Regions from separate parts of the Rattus norvegicus genome. Here all the other regions are linked to region 1. Evidence: chromatin contacts called from public Hi-C data. All regions are on one chromosome and are shown on one strand. Each heading gives the region's core, a stretch centred on a gene start, on an enhancer-like site or on the middle of the called end of the contact. The rest is flanking DNA. Distances are from core to core; before and after follow the strand shown.

What was found. Hi-C and Micro-C count contacts between places; a contact is called where the count stands out from the background.
Region 2: a Hi-C map of frontal cortex shows a contact between it and region 1, with 2.7 times the contacts expected there. The contact joins the enhancer-like site here to the promoter of Vwa8 in region 1. A contact is called at or near these places in 3 of 12 Hi-C or Micro-C datasets (the A7r5 cell line, Schwann cells and frontal cortex).
Region 3: a Hi-C map of frontal cortex shows a contact between it and region 1, with 4 times the contacts expected there. The contact joins the enhancer-like site here to the promoter of Vwa8 in region 1. A contact is called at or near these places in 9 of 12 Hi-C or Micro-C datasets (the A7r5 cell line, the Rat2 cell line, Schwann cells and 6 more).

What each region holds. Positions count from the first base shown.
Region 1 is chr15:60,660,476-60,663,323 of GRCr8, reverse strand. Vwa8 (von Willebrand factor A domain containing 8) reads right to left here and starts at 1,447. Exons shown (of 45, transcript NM_001427283.1): 1 at 1,193-1,447. The coding sequence starts at 1,352. LOC120097120 (a long non-coding RNA gene) reads left to right here. Exons shown (of 3, transcript XR_005494374.2): 3 at 1-146.
Region 2 is chr15:60,906,724-60,909,571 of GRCr8, reverse strand. All of the region lies in intron 37 of Vwa8 (von Willebrand factor A domain containing 8), which reads right to left. Among named protein-coding and RNA genes, the nearest start is that of Rgcc, 180 kb to the left of the region's middle. Within about 2 kb of position 1,426, at least 3 of the 93 cell types and tissues checked have an H3K27ac peak or open chromatin away from gene starts, as enhancers often do.
Region 3 is chr15:60,507,318-60,510,165 of GRCr8, reverse strand. All of the region lies in intron 2 of Dgkh (diacylglycerol kinase, eta), which reads left to right. Among named protein-coding and RNA genes, the nearest start is that of Dgkh, 51 kb to the left of the region's middle. Within about 2 kb of position 1,510, at least 15 of the 93 cell types and tissues checked have an H3K27ac peak or open chromatin away from gene starts, as enhancers often do. A contact at or near this core is called in prefrontal cortex, where this site is marked.

The DNA of each region.
Region 1 (2,848 bases), core at 198-2,697:
TAAAGGCTCTTACTTGTGCCCAGGTCTGGTGAACGCACCAACTTTGTTTACCCACAGTTCTCAGCTTCAGTGTTAGAAACCTTGATATAGAAGGCATGTCAGTACAAAAAAAAAAAAAAAAAAAAACAAAAAAAAAAAAAAAACAACTTTTCATTTTTTAAAAACCTCTTTCCAATGTTCTATCTGCTGACTCATGGCTCTGACAGCTAGCTAGAGAGCACAAAAAAAAAAAAAAAAAAAAAAAAAAACCAAAAAAAACAGAGTCTACCCCAAAGCCTGTCAGATTATGCCACATTCTACCCTTGACTTCTGCCTTCTATGACAAGCGCGTATTATCATCTGGAGTGGTGAACTGATGGATTCATTAGATGAGATGGCATTATCTGGAGATGATACACACAAGGAGGTCAGCCCAGTGAGACAAAGTAGACTCTATCTTCGGAAGGTAGGTCTTATCCCTGATTCCTCTCTCTGCCTCGCAAAGAAGGCAACTTTGCTCTGCTAAGTCCACTCGCCGCCATGAGTTTCTACCTCAACACAGCGATGGAGATATCACGCATACAAACGTCTGTGACTGTGAGCCAAAAGAAATCTTTCATTGTTTTAGGTTGTTTTTTTAATGTTGTCAGGCAGAAGAAAAGTGAGTAACAGAACAGAAAGAAAATGAATGCTCTAGAAGTTATGATCGCAGACAGGCAAGTTTTAAATTGCAATTTCACTGTGTGATCCTCAGCAAGGCCCTTTTTTTTTTCTTTTGAGACTCACTCATTCCAACTATAGTCCAGGGTTTTAACTAAATCTGATTTTCAGTTCTAAGAGTGCTTGAAACGGAGTCTTCTGTTAAAATTGGGAAGAAACGTGGGCACAGGTTCTCCAGCAAGAATGTACACTTTTCTATGCCATCACAAGCCCTAGTTGGCTCAGGACATAAAACCACCTACCGAGCCCTTAGAAGTCAGAGATCAAGGTCAAGCGCCGGTTTCAGCAGCCCCCAAAAGGCTACTGCATGAACCTCTGAGTTTAGTCTAAGCAAAACCTCCAGTGGGCGAAGAATGTTGTCTTCCTAAACATCAGAGACCTTAGTCCGAATCCCTCAGGTTTCAGAGTGGAGCCCAGGGGGCGCCAGCGCCTTGCCCCACATCACACAGCAGAGAGGGCAGGTGGCAGCAGCGGAGTCGGAGGGCCCAGTTACCTGAGTCAGTCACCCCAGCGTGCATCAGTCTGACCTCCAGCCGCTGCTGGCCCCCACCCGGCCTGCCCCGCAGCACCTGCCGCAGAAGCAGCCGCACGCGCCGCGAGGCCACGTCGCCGAGGCCGCCCGGGACTCCAAGGAGGAGGAGGCGGGACTGCATAGTGCAGGAGGCACGGAGTGGGACCTCCAGGGGCTGCGGGGCCAAGCGCCGTCCCGGGACGGGGCAGGAGCCGGTCGGCAAGCGGGACAGGAAGCGGCTGGGAGGCGGGTCCGCCGGAAACTCCTTCCCCCGGCGCGCTGGGCTCGGCCGTGTGGGCCCGGCCTGGGGCGGAGGACAGGCGCAGCGCCAGCCGGTAAGATCGGCCACCGGGGCCCAGCGCACCGCCCCAGGCGTGGTCACCCCAGGGACGCCCCGAACTGGGGAGATGCCAAAGACCTTTAGCACAGTTGAACTCTTGCCGTTTCTTTCTTGGCTGCTAGCCCACTGTGTTATGATGCACTGTGGGCTTTCCCCTCAAAACTGCTTCAGAATTAAGAAAACATAAAAGAGATTCTAGAACTCCACCTATTTTAATTCGTTTGTCATCTTCCCAGGCTTTCCAACAACAGACATTGAAAGTCTCTGTTTAGCCTTCCTTTGCCGGACCTGTTTTATCTTCTAAACTTTAAGAGGAAATTTTACATTATAATGGTGAATGAAAAAACGTTCAACTACCCGAAGAATCCAGTCAGGCTACGAGGCAAGGGTTATATAAACATAATTTATATCTTTAGTGAGCAAAAAGTAGGACACTTGACTAAGGCTTCCTCCCTTCCACGCATTCCAAAAGCAGCAGCAGTCTTCCATAAAGCAAACAAAACCTAATGTAATTATGCTGCCTCCCCGAAATGTCAAGAGTGAATTAACCAAAGCAAAAAGTTTAAATGAAGTTCTGCACAATGAAATCAAACAAGCAGGACGCAGGCCTGGCTCTCAGTGAATGGCCTTGCCGATTCTAGACCTACCTGTATCTTATAATCAAATTGAGCTGCCACCTCCAAGGCACTTGAACTTTCTGAGGAACTTGAACTTAGCAGTAAATGGAGGTGGGGGTGGGGGAGTGAAGTAATCTAATATAGTTTGGAGAAAGTGAAAATAAAGGTAGTGAATATTTAAATTGTGAAAACAGCATTATTCCATGATTATTCCATGGATACATTCTCACTATTTCACAACCACCCTTGTTAGGTCTCAAACCCTGGACAAATGGCTATCTGAGTGCCTGTTATCAGATAAACAGATAACTGAAGTGCCTATTAACATATCAAAGCTGGCGCTGACTGCCAGGTCTTCCCACTATCCCTCCCTCCCTGTTACAGGATCCTCCTAGTTGAGCTACTCAGTCTCCTACCCTCCAACCCAGAGGCAATGCAGCCTTTTCCCCAGCTGCTCTTCCCTTCCCTATACAATCCAGCTATCTGGACGAGACGACGACGACAACGACGACGACTACTACTACTACTACTACCAGTCACGCACGCACGCACGCACGCACACCCTCGAGTCAGCTGGTCTTGTCTACTCTGGACCCGGGCAGATGCCTCTGCCTCTGAGAGTTTTCTCCCTCACATCTACAATAAACCTTCTCCTCCATCATTCCCAGGAGCAGTCATGTC
Region 2 (2,848 bases), core at 177-2,676, 250 kb before region 1:
ATGTACCTATCTATATACAATAAACTAGATCTATGCATGGCCCCAGAGGGTCTTCCGTCTGCACTTCTTTCTGGGCATCTCCTGCTGTTTAAACATTGAGCATGTGCCTCCCATGTACTGAGCAGAGCCTTAGCTGCACGGGCACGTGGGTTCTAGTCCCACTGTGATTCAGAGCGTTCTATCCATTTTGAAGTTTATGGTTGAGTGAGCACTCTCCAAAAGCCACAGAGATTCCCGCAGTACCATGTGGAGATCTGCTTTCTGAGTTTCCTGCTGTAATTAGAAAACGACATTTGAAAGCTATAATTGTTCAACCTTTTCTCATGAGAACAGTCATTGACAGCTTTTCAGAGACCATGATTTCATTTTTTTGAGGAAAATGGTGTAGATTTAATAGAATTGTTTAGAAGAGTACAAATCTAATACACCACCACCAACAAAAATGGAGCAACACTGAAATATAACTAGACGAGTTTTGGCTTGTAACCCATGCTCCTGAAAATACAGTCTAAAAGTAGTAACTACTGATACTAGGGACTCCAGCTGTAGCAATATTTGAATTTATTGTTATAGTTGTTCTAATTATAGGAGAAATGCATGTTCTTATCAGTGTCAAATTAACGAATATATGTTATACGAAGAGTTCAGTAGACTCTCCCCTGTGTTTTCATTTGAAAATATAGCAAAGAATTCACTAACAAAAATTCAAACAAGTATGTCTTCTATGCTCATGCTGCTAGGCAGTAGAAGGCAGCAAAGACAGTAAGGACAGCATAGCTTATTGTCTGTGTGTCTGATAGTCTGCTATACTCAGAAGAATCATGCAAAGATGAAGCAGATGGCTTCAGAGACTGCTTTCCAGGCCACCACTGCCAACCTAAATAAAGAAGCATCCACTACCCAACAGGAGCCACACAAGGGACTGTGGAAATCTCCCAAGCAGAAGGCTCACTTCCCAAGTGCTGGGGTGCAAAGGTAATTCATTTTAATGTAGTACACCAAATGGCCACTAGATGGAGATAAGGGCACTCTGTCGGAGTCAGAAGAAAGCTGCTGGCATCAGGAGCAGAAGAAGGGCAACAAGAACCAGGTTCCAAAACCAGGAGCAGAAGAACTCTTCTGAGAAAAGAGTCCACTAATGACAGAGCTTGCAGGTTGACTAGGACAGAACTGTAGAGGTCAAGTCTTACCTCTTATTACTGGCAATGGCTTGTAGATTTGGGGGTATAATCTACTTGTGAATCCTAACATGAGTGGACCTAAATAGAGTAGTTAGTATTCTGCCTCATTATTTATGAAGGGATTTGACCAAAAGCGCAAACAGTGGCAGACTATTTTGAGAATTCATTGTGGCCACTTAGCCTAAGGATGCACACTCACAAGCTGTTTTTCTACCTAAGTATCCAGTGTGCATGTTTAATATCAACCACACAGACCGAGGGACAGTGCAGTAAGAGGAGCAGGCTGGCATCTAGTTCTTCCCATCAAAATACCATTTAATTCTGATTCGCATTACTTTGTTACTAAGTTTTTCTTATGTCTTCTCTTTGAACTTTGAGCTGAGGACATAAAGTTATACATTTCTGAGAAATACTTGATTACAGGAAGTTCATATAATATTTTGGTTATTCTTGAGATAATTTTGCTCATTTCTAAGTTAAACAGCTTAACTATTTAGCTTCATTTGCTAGTGCCATTTAATTTACACAAGACAGAGCAGAAAGGAACACGTTAATTGTTGTGTACCCATTAGTAAACCTGGGAGCTGAAAGAGCAAAGATTTGCAATATGTTCAGAAAAGCCCTGGGGGAAAAAAAGCTACAGACTAAAGCACAAAGAAATAGAGGTTACGTTTTAAACAGCCAGGAACCATTACTAAAATTGTAAGTAAAGATTCTTTCAAAGTTATTTTAGAAAAAGAAATAAGAGGCTTAATCTAGGTCACCAAATCTCCCCTCCCCGCTCTGCCCTCCCTTCTCCCTCCCTCCCCTCCCTCCCTTTTGTTTTTGTTTTTTGAGACAGGGCTTCTCTGTGTAGTCCTGGCTGCTTTGGAACTTGCTATGTAGACCAAGCTGGCCTTGAACTCAGAGGTCTGCCGGCCTTTGCCTCCCACGTGCTGGGATTAAAGGTGTACACCACCATGCAAGCCCCGTTTTCTTTCCTTTTATACTTTTGAGACAGGGACCTGCTATGGAGCCTGGATTATCCAGAACTCAGTAAGTAGTTCAAGCTGGTCTTGAATTTATGATTGTCTTCCTCACATAAACAAGTGCTGGAGCTCAGGTATGCGCCACCACACCCATGCACACCTTGACCATAGGTAAAGCATGACTTTTGATCTCTGCATTATATGAGAAATTCAAAGAACACATACTTGAAGTTCAAACACAGTAGTATTTACTGCTAGGCACCAAGGAAAGTAGAAGTGAAGGAAATTTAGTTCCAACAGATGGGAAGCTACTGTTCAGAATGGTTCTGAACAGAACCACAGGTAACAAATTCCCTAAAATCATGCAGCCCTGTCCAGCTGCTGCCATGGCTTACGAACACTGCTTTAGGCAATGGTTTTGCTCTAACTTAGTTAAACTTGTACGTTTAGGTCTCTTCAAAAGTATTGAAAGTCAGTAGCCTATTTTGGTTTGAGATTTTTTTTTCTTTTTTCTTTTTTCGGAGCTGGGGACCAAACCCAGGGCCTTGAGCTTGCTAGGCAAGTGCTCTACCGCTGAGCTAAATCCCCAACCCCAAGATTTTTTTAAAAACATTCCTATATGCTAAAAAAAAAAAGTCTAAGAGAACAATGTATCATTTGCTCACAAATATAATTGCATAATTGCATCTCTTTTAAAGA
Region 3 (2,848 bases), core at 261-2,760, 150 kb after region 1:
CCACTTTTAACTTGAGTTAGATGCCAATAATTAATCTTTTTTTGTACACCTTTCAACTTTCTGGTTTTTTTTCCCCTTAGAGAAAAACCAGTTCTTGTGAGTGTGTGTGTGTGTGTGTGTGTGTGTGTGTGTATTAAAAATGTTACTATTGCTATGTTGGTGTGAAGCTAAATATTTTTACATTTATACATCTATAAAATAGTTAATCCAGGATCTGTAGAAAACCACTAGCTTACAATTTTCAGAATTGATACAGCTTAATTAAGGTTTTGACTTGATATTTCAATGATTGGTGGGCCATTTATTCATTTGACGATATTCCGGTATAAATAATATCTTTCTGTGTGAGACAAATCTGTGGCTAAAGCTAGAAGAAGAGAAACATACCTGTAAATGTCGTCTTTATTTTGAAATTACGTTCATTTCTGTGTTTTGCTTTTTTCATAATAGGATTTTCTATTTTTGTGAATCTTTTAAGTTTTCATTTGTGTAAACTCAGCAGTTTGAGATCACAAATAACCTTTTTTTCAGAAGTCAGAATCACTTCAGATCCTGCTGCGATTTGGACTTGAAATGTTCCCCACAGCTTCTAGTGTTTGGTTACTGGGCCTTCAGCTGGTGTCATTGTAGGGCAAGGTGGTGGAGCCTGAGGAGGCGGGGCCACTCTAGAGGAAATAGGTCTCTGTGGTGGGCCTTGAGGACTCATAGCCTGGCTCTACTTCCTGTCTCCTGTCGGCTTCCTGACTGTCCCGGCTGTGTGGCTAGTGTGTCAAGCATCCACCGCCCCACCTTCCTTGCTAGGATGGGTATATTGCTTAATCTGTGAGCTAAAAATAACTATTTCACCACCTTCGGTTGCTTCTTATCAGGTGTTTGATCACAGCTTAGAAAAGCAACTAATATGTATCTTATTTATGTGGTAAACTTCTTGGTCTCTCCAGTCTTCCATTCAGTAATAGAGATACCATGTACCTCACATTCTTCAAGGCACAGTGCAATTTACACAATAAGCATGCTGTCTTCCTGTTTTGGATGGGGGCCATTTTAAAGGTGGGAGTCTATTGGAGGTGGAGTTGAAGGAATTATCTGAGAAAGGAAAGTCTGCAAAAATTATTGAGGTGTGGTGGCTTGAGCCTCTAGTAAGAGGGAGCCATGCACGTGTGGCGTCCATGCTTGAAGTTTCCTCTCACACTGGACGTTTCTCTCAAGTGGGTTTAAGCCTGAAAGAAATTGTCTTTGTAGAGCCCATCATGATGTATGCCAGTGAAGGAGGAAAAGAAAAGCAGGAACTTGAAAGCATGCTGTTAGACAAAGCAAAACAAACAAATAAAACCCTGCTCAGTGGGAAGCTGCCTTTTCTCAGAACACTGGAGCAACACTGAAGCCACCCTCTGCTGCCGTCTAGCTCCCAGCACCGAGGAAGCCTTTGCAAGTCTGGCTGCGTGATGATGTGGGGCGCCGCCCCCACCCTACCCTCTGGAAGTGCTCAGGATCTTCTCTGCTCCTCAGGGATCTGTAACTTCACAGCAGAATTCACAGTGTGGGTTTATTTTCATCGACTGTGTGGGCTTCTCCCCATTCAGGGCTCAGTTCTGGGAAATCATCTTGAGTTATTTCTTCCTTCTGTTTGTTCTACTTATTCTGTTCGGTATTGTCATTGTTTGGATGCTGGCCCTCCTGGGTTTGTCATCACATAGTCCCAGTCTCTCCCCAGACCCCCACTTTCTAGCATTTTTGCCTTTTTATTGTGCTTCCTACGAGATTTCTTGACTTTATTTTGCAACCTTTCTATTGTATTTTCACTTCCCTTTGGATAAATACACAAACATTTGTGTGCGCGTGGGGCTTCCTGTGGCCGCTATCATGCTTCAGCATCTCTGCGGGCTTGGTTTTAATGCTCCCTAAAGGATGCAAAAAAAAAGAAGAAAGTCTGCAGAAGACCAAATGTATGTTATATAATGTGAATGTTTGTGTTCAACACAGGCACACTCACCCTTCTATGAGCTTTTGGCAGTCTCTGGATTACTCACATCTAGCACAGGGTGTTAATGAATGGTGTGTGAGTAGCTGCTATCCTGTATTGTTTAGGGGACAATGACAAGAAAAAAGTGTGCATCCTAAGTTCAGTTAAAAATGTTTCAGGGGTTGGGGATTTAGCTCAGTGGTAGAGCGCTTGCCTAGCAAGCGCAAGGCCCTGGGTTCAGTCCCCAGCTCCGAAAAAAAGAAAAAAGAAAAAAAAAAAGAAAAATGTTTCAATTTGTGGTCAGTTGACTCCAGAGATATGGAACCCCCATCCCCTACACACACACTGCAGAGCCACCAACCCCTGAAGCTGGACCCTGGAAGCTGTTTGAAGTCTCTGTGCAGATGTTTCATTCTATAACCTGACTAGGCTTTTTCTTTTCTTTTTTTTTTTTTTTTCTTTTTTTCGGAGCTGGGGACCGAACCCAGGGCCTTGCGCTTGCTAGGCAAGTGCTCTACCACTGAGCTAAATCCCCAACTCCAACTAGGCTTTTTCTTGGCAAGCCCCGACATCCTCGCCCCTTGGCTTTGTCAGGTCCCCAAAGAACTTTCCAATAGCAAACCGTAGAGCCCTGGCTGCCATCAACTTGTTTTTTTTTCTTTTCTTTTCTTTTTTTTCGGAGCTGGGAACCAAACCCAGGGCCTTGCGCTTGCTAGGCAAGCGCTCTACCACTGAGCTAAATCCCCAACCCCCCATCAACTTGTAAGTCTGTTACATTGTATGTCCAGGAACCTGGCGCTATTCACATCACTACTTCTCTGCCTTTGATTATTTCTGGGTCTTTTATTCCTGACACTCTCCATTTGGCTCTCTCCAGATAAGCCC